2 separate regions of the Capra hircus genome follow, and region 1 is linked to region 2. The links are chromatin contacts, called in public Hi-C maps. All regions are on one chromosome and are shown on one strand. The core of a region is the stretch at or near the end of the contact, and the rest is flanking DNA. Distances in the headings are between cores, read along the strand shown. Region 1 has its middle 45 kb from the start of AZIN1. Region 2 holds the start of KLF10 (Krueppel-like factor 10).

What was found. Hi-C and Micro-C count contacts between places; a contact is called where the count stands out from the background.
Region 1: a contact with region 2 is called in a Hi-C map of blood, with 10 times the contacts expected there. The contact joins the enhancer-like site here to the promoter of KLF10 in region 2. A contact is called at or near these places in 3 of 5 Hi-C or Micro-C datasets (all in blood).

What each region holds. Positions count from the first base shown.
Region 1 is chr14:20,545,597-20,549,016 of ARS1.2, forward strand. No RefSeq gene overlaps it. Among named protein-coding and RNA genes, the nearest start is that of AZIN1, 45 kb to the right of the region's middle. Within about 2 kb of position 1,920, at least 4 of the 5 cell types and tissues checked have an H3K27ac peak or open chromatin away from gene starts, as enhancers often do.
Region 2 is chr14:20,407,571-20,410,940 of ARS1.2, forward strand. It overlaps KLF10 (Krueppel-like factor 10), which reads right to left and starts at 2,002. Exons shown (of 4, transcript XM_018058329.1): 1 at 1,558-2,002. The coding sequence starts at 1,596.

The DNA of each region.
Region 1 (3,420 bases), core at 670-3,169, 140 kb after region 2:
AGGAATGATTTGAACAGATGGGGGAAAGGACATTCCAGACGGAAACAAATGCCTGGAACCAAAACCTGGAGGGGGAGACAGCGGGCGAGTTCTGGGAACAGCAAGCAATCCAGTTGGACTGGAAGAACAGAGGCTCACAGAGCATCCCGGCCTGGCAGCATAGAGGTGGATCTGAGAAGCAGGCCCGGTGGCCCAGAGGGGACCTGGAGCTGTGGGGTCTCGCCCTCTGCCCCCCGGGGCACCGAGTCATGCCAGTTCCCAGACGGATGGATTCTTTCCAAGAATTTGTCAGCCACAGCTGCAGGAGCCATCCTGCCTTGGATGGCTTTTATTAGCTGGTCTCTGATGCAAATCCTCCTTTGTTCAGATTTCAAATACTTTCCTATTCTGTTCTTTGATCACACTCTGTATTGATTTCCCTCAGGGTTTCTCAACCCCAACAGCACACTGAAATTACCTGGGGGTGCTTTAGAACACACAGATGGTGAAGCATGGGCCCCCTTCCCACCAGGTGATTTCACCGGTCTGGGGTGTCCCAGGCATCAGCATTCTTTTACTGGGGAGCCAGGGGTGAGAGCTGCTGATGCAGATGGTCACCATCGAGAGGGTCCAGACTCAGAGTAGGGGGCCCCAGGCCTGAGAGCCGCACTGACGAAGATCTCCAGGAGCAGTTGGACGCCCCAAGGCTGGAGTTGAAATGTGTTTCCCAAGCATCCACTCTGCAGCTGAGGCCAAAGTTTCCAACAGGAAGGGTGGGTGAGGCTTCTGTTTGTTTCCCAAGAGCCAACTGGCCTTTCAAACCAGTGATAACCACGGGGGAACCTCACCAGTGGGAGGACCAGGCAATGATAGGAACTGTAGCCATTTCCCGTTGACAATGCCACATGGCAGCTGGAAGGGGCCCTAGGTGGAGGTGCACCACCTCCTGTGACACTCACTGGTCCTCAGAGGTGGAGGAGGATCCAGCTAAGGACAGACTGGGAGTGCCAGGCAACAGGACCTCTGCTTTCTTATGGGCAAAATGGAGGTGATGATTCCCACCTCCAAGGTTCTTCAGAGCCTTGGGATAAATCACCCCAGCATGGGGGTAGTTTTCAGTAAGCATTCTTTTCTTCCTGTTTTGCTAGGAACTCATACATTGAGGGAAAATGTCCCTATCTGGGCCTCTCAGCTTTCTCAGCATCTGTCCACAGGAGGACCCTGAAACCCTAGTCAGGGATAAAGGAAGGTCAGGTTGAGGAACTTGGCAGTGGCCCATCTCCTCCAAGGGAAATGACATAGATTAACAAGGGGGTGCAGATATATAGCCTTGAGCCTGGGGAGGATCTACAGCTCCAGAAAGAATTTCTTGACAAAGGGCAACTTTGCCAAAAGGACGCATGAGAGTCTGTGGAAGTGGGAGATTAATCCTGAGCACCCGACCCTGTCACCACCAAGCAGTGTTCCCATTTGACAGCTGAGAAAACGGAGGCCGAGTGACACTCAACAGCTTGGTGAAGCAGCCAGACAGCAAGTGGCAGAAAGCTGGGACTGGAATCTGAAAGACCAGCAGTTAAATGTAGCGGGGCTAGCCCTCCCGCCTTTTGATTCTAAGATCCTGGGTTTTTTGAGTTTTTCATATCAAGCCTTGTTAGCAATCAGAGTCCTAGAAAGGCCACACTTGAAAACCTAGAGCTGAGGCATTTAACCCAAGGAGAAGGTGGGTCACTGAAATGCTGGTGCACTCTTCGCCCTTTGAATCCTCACTACCAAGAAGAAAACTATGAAGGGTAACCAGTGTTGGTTGGTCTCGATGCGAGCCTACTGGGAGGTGGATATCGACTTTTCCCATTTTACAGACGAGGAAACCGAGCAGGGCCGACGTTGGGAGTCGACTCTGGCTGTGTTCTGACGGCATAAATTCCTTCCCCGCTCCCCCTACGGCGGACCCGACTGGTGACCCGGCCGCCCTCCCGGGCCAGACTCCCCGCGGCGGGTTGGCCCGGGGCGCGGCGGGGCAGACGAGCCGCGGGAACCGAGGCGGCGCGCGCGCGCACGCACACACGCGCCGGGGCGCAGGGCGGGGGCCGCGGGCGCCGGGAGGAGCGCGCGTCCCTTCCCCCTCCCCTGGGAACCCGCGCGCGGGAGGGCTTGGCCGCTCCCCGCCCCGACCGCCAGGTGCCCAGAAACCCGGCCGCCTCCTCCCGCCCCCGCGCCTGTTCCCGGCGCAGCCCTGGTCTCGGCGGTCACGTCTCCCCATCCGGCTCCAAAGTACGAGTCAGCCGGCGGCCCGGCCGACCCCGCGGAGGGGCGGGGGCAGGGGAAGGGCGGCGCCGGGGGCGGAGGGGGGCCGGCGGCCGGGGCGCGCGAGGCCCTCTCCGCCCTCCCGCGCGGCGCGGGCGGGTCTTGCCAGGAGCCCAGCCCGGCCCTGGGGGCGAGGCGCAGGCGAGGTCGCCGCGGCGAGGCCGCCGCCGGGCTGGGGCGGGAGGCGGGGCGAGGGAGAGGCCCGGCGGGGGATGCCAGGAGGCCGCGCCTCCGGAGCGGCGCGCGGGCCGGTGTTGCTGGGGAGGAAAGCGCGGCCGCGGCCCCGCCCGGAGCTCCGCGGGCGCGGCGCCCTCTACTGCTGCGCTGTAGAACTGCACCGAGCCTCCTGCCCGAATCTACAGCTACGCCGCGGCGACTGCGGAGGGGGAAGACGGATCTGTCTAGTTCATTGATATTGCTGGTTAATTAAAGATCGCCATTCTCTTAAAGAGAATGGACTATAAAGAAAGCTGAACGCCGAAGAATTGATGCTTTTGAACTGTGTTGTTGGAGAAGACTCTTGGACTGCAAGGAGATCCAACCAGTCCATCCTAAAGGAAATCAGCCTTGAATATTCATTGGAAGGACTGATGTTGAAGCCGAAACTCCAGTACTTTGGCCACCTGATGCGTAGGGCTGACTCATTGGAAAAGACCCTGATGCTGGGAAAGATTGAGGGTAGGAGAAGGGGACAACAGAGGATGAGATGGTTGGATGGCATCACCGACTCGTTGGACATGAGTTTGGGTAAACTCCGGGAGTTGGTGATGCACAGGGAGGCCTGGCGTGTTGCAGTCCATGGGGTTGCAAAGAGTCGAACATGACTGAGCGACTGAACTGAACTGATTCTCTTAAAAAAATAATAATAATTAAAAAACGAGTCCTGAGCACTGGAGGAAAATTTGGAAACGTGGAGGAGAAACAAATATTACTCATATTGCCTGGATCAAGAAACGCTCTTGAAATTTTACTGTCCGCCCTTTCAGAGCTTTCTATCTGCTAATCTGTGTGCACATCCTTTATAGAATTTTAAAAATACAGTTTTGTCAGTTTTGTGAACATATAGGGGTTGTGTTGTTCACTACCCTCCTCAGTGTCTAGGAAATTGTTTAGCAGTGTTCTGGGTGCTCAAAAAAC
Region 2 (3,370 bases), core at 752-3,251:
GGGCGCGGAGGAGGGCGGGGGGGAGAGGCATGTGAACAAAGCGTGATCAGCGGCTGCTCCGGGCGGCGCAGGAAACGTGAACTGGGAATTGCCGCGCCGTCACCTTTCACCTACTTCCTGAGCCCGCGGGGCCCCCGCCCTCGCGACGGCCCGGGGGAGGGGCCGCGGGCGCCGCCGCCAACCGCCCGGCCGTGCGCGCCTGGGCCTGCGGGGAGAGGCGGGGCCGCGGGCGCCCGGCTCCCGGCGCGCCCGCCCCTTCCAGCTCCCCACCGTTCCCTTAGGAACCGACTGCGGGGCCGGGCCTCGCTCCCGCCCTGGCGGAGGCTCGGGCTGGGTCACTCGGGGACGAGAAGCTCCCCCGGCGCATCCGTTCCCGGCCCACCCCCCGGCCTCCGCCTCAGCTGCCGGAGGAGGAGCCAGGTCCCCGCGGAAACCCGGCCCCCGCCCTCCTCCGGCCGCAGCCCCCGGGGACCCGGCCGAGCCCTCGGCGCTTCCCGCCCACGGGATCTCAGACCACCCCGACTCGCCCCGAAGACGCGGCGCCCCCCCCGTCCCCACGGTTTCCGGCAGCTCTGGCCCCCCCAACACCCCCGCGCCGAGCCCAGCATCTCCACGAGTTCCCAGACGTGCAGCCCCCAACAGGCCCGGTTCCAGGCGCGCGGCCCCACGGCCGGCGGCTCCCGCCTCGGAGCGCTGCCCCCGCGTCTCGCAGCCCCGGCTCCCCCCCGCCCACCTTCCCCACCCCGATGCTGGGGTCCCGCTTCCCATCTCTTCCATCTACTGTCGCCAAGGAGGCTCCGAGGTCCCCTCCCCCGCCAAGGCGTCCTCTGGAGGAGGCCACCTGCCTGCCTGTTCCGGAGATAAGGGAGTCCCCTCCAGACGTCTGGGGTGGGGTAAACTCCCCGGGCCCGCGTGCCATCCCCTTGCACCCACGCCGGGCGCCCCTCCCCACAGCACCCCCGCTATCTGCTGGGTAGCCCCAGTCCTGCAAGCCTCCGTTCAAGACCCCCCGAGATGGGGAGTCCCCATCTCCTCTCCGGTGGACTCCCCACCCCTCACATGCCCTAGAGCAGCCCCCTCCCAGCCTGGGGCGCGTTCCTTATCCAGACGGAGGCATCTCTTCCCCCCGGCGCCAGGTGCAAGGTGGCCCCCTTATCCCCCCCTCCGGTACTTCCACGCCTCCTAGTCCCGCTGACAGGGCAGCCAGCCCCCCCACCCCAGTCTCCTCACTCTTCCCGCCCCTCCAGTCATCCCACCCCCCTCACCTGCTTCCAGTCTCCCAGCGGAGCTGTTCCCTTCCCCTCCTACACCTCGAGCGAGACCCTCTCTCACTTCGTCTCTAGCTCCCAGCCTGCTTCTCCAGAAACCCCTCCCGTCCCCCGCTCCGCTACACACACGCCCTCACCAATGCCCAGTCTGCAGGCGGGAAGCCCCTCTTCCTCTTCCACGACTCCCCTGCAACCTCTGTCCTCAGGCGAGGCTGATGTCAGGGGCTCGGGGGTCTCCCCGGACGCAGCGAGGCAAGAGAAGGGCTTGGGGCATCCCCAGGTGACTTACCGTAGCCTGCTGGAGAGAAGCGCCGCCGAAGTTGAGCATGGTTGGCTGCCCGGCCGCCGGCGACGAGCTGACTGGCTGCAAGGCTGTCTTTGGCTGCCTGGCCACAGACGGGCGCCCGGAGACACTCGACGCCGCTCCCGCCGCCGCTGCGCTCCGCGCCGTCTGCCCCCCTCCCCATTCAGGTAGCCGCTCCGCCTGCCCCGAGCCGCGGGCGGGGGTGGGGGCGGAGCCTGGGGCCGGCCAATCAACGACAAAGGTGTGTGAGGCGCCGGCCAATGGGCTCGCGGGGCCACGCGTGATCAGCGGCTGCCCGGCAGCGTGAAGCTTGTGTCAGTGGAGCGTGTACACAATCCCCTGGCAGCGCGTTTCCCCGGGCCCAGCCCGAGGGAACTCCCGCCACCACCTGACTCTGTGGACGCGGCCCCCACCCCTCACCCACCCCCACTCTCCCTCCCCGGCTTGCAGTCCCCTTCCCTGGGCCGGGGGTGGGGCGGCGCCAGGAACCCGAGCCCAGCCCGGAGGCGCGGCCGCCGCGGCGCGCCCAGGCTCTCCGCGGAGAGCAGGGCCCACGTGGGAGGTGGGGAGGGATGCCCGCTCCGCCCATTCCCCTCCGCGGGCGAGGTCCCATCTCGGGCCGCCGCCGCCACGGGGTGGGCGGGACGCCGGGTGGCCAGGCGGGGGAGGCGGCGGCTGCAAGCCAAGGGTCCAGAGCCAAGAGATTTGCATTTGGAAGCGCCCCGTCCTCTTGCGCGTCTGGCGAGAAAGGAGAGCCTGGTGACCGACCGAGCTGCATTTCTGGAGCATTTGCTGGGTTTTTGCCTCGCTGAAGCATGAGTAGCACCAGGGAAGTGGAGGCGAGGGAAAGGGAATCCTGTCACCGAGCGGACACCTGCTCCTGCGCCCCCCCGCCCACGCCCGGGCCGCAGGCACTGGCTCGCCCTCTCCATCTGCCCTGCCGGCGGCGTTGCCCGCCCCGTCCGCCCCGCCCATCCTTCCTCCAGGGCTGTGGAGAGAATGGTGTGGGGACTGCAGGAAGCCCCGAAAACTAGACCAGTGCGGGTGCTGGGGAGCCATAGGCCAGAGTTTTTTTTTATCCTTCTCTGGAACCGACTCTCAGTTGCAGAACCGAGTTTTGAGCTCGGTGTAAAGTTTAAATTGCAGTCTACAAGCTGTTTCAAAGGTAGGCCCTACCCCCACACCTACCCTGGGCCACGGCCTCCGGAAACGCCCTGCCGGGAAACTGCTGGTGGTGATGGGAGGGGCGGGGTCTTCTAGGGTCACGAGGCGCTAGCCAGGGCAAGCCAGGGAGTGGGTTGCCTTGGGAAAAATGAAGTCGCTCAGTCCTGCCCGACTCTTTGCGACCCCGTGGACTGTAGCCCACCACGCTCCTCTGTCCATGGGATTTTCCAGGCAAGAGTACTGGAGTGGGTTGCCGTTTCCTTCTCCAGAGGTCTTCCCAATCTAGGGGTCGAACCCAGGTCTCCCCCTTTGTAAGCAAGACACTTTACCGTCTCAGGAAGTCACGAACCCCCCTGCACTCGATCCCGCGAAAGCCCCAGCCACACCTCCACAGCCCCCATCCCGAACCAGGTCAGAGGCGGTCTGGGGCCTCCGGACTGCGAGCCTGTGGTTCTGCTTTGGCTCCTTGTCGGCTCCCTTTGGGTGATAGCGCGGCTTAAAACAAACTTAAAGCCACTCCTTGGGACTGGCTAACCGGGGGCAGAAGTCACTGCCCTTCCCTCCAGCTGCCTCACTTCTCCGTGTAACTGAAAGGCTGAGGATGTAAGTGTCTTTTCTTTCCCAATAATCACAA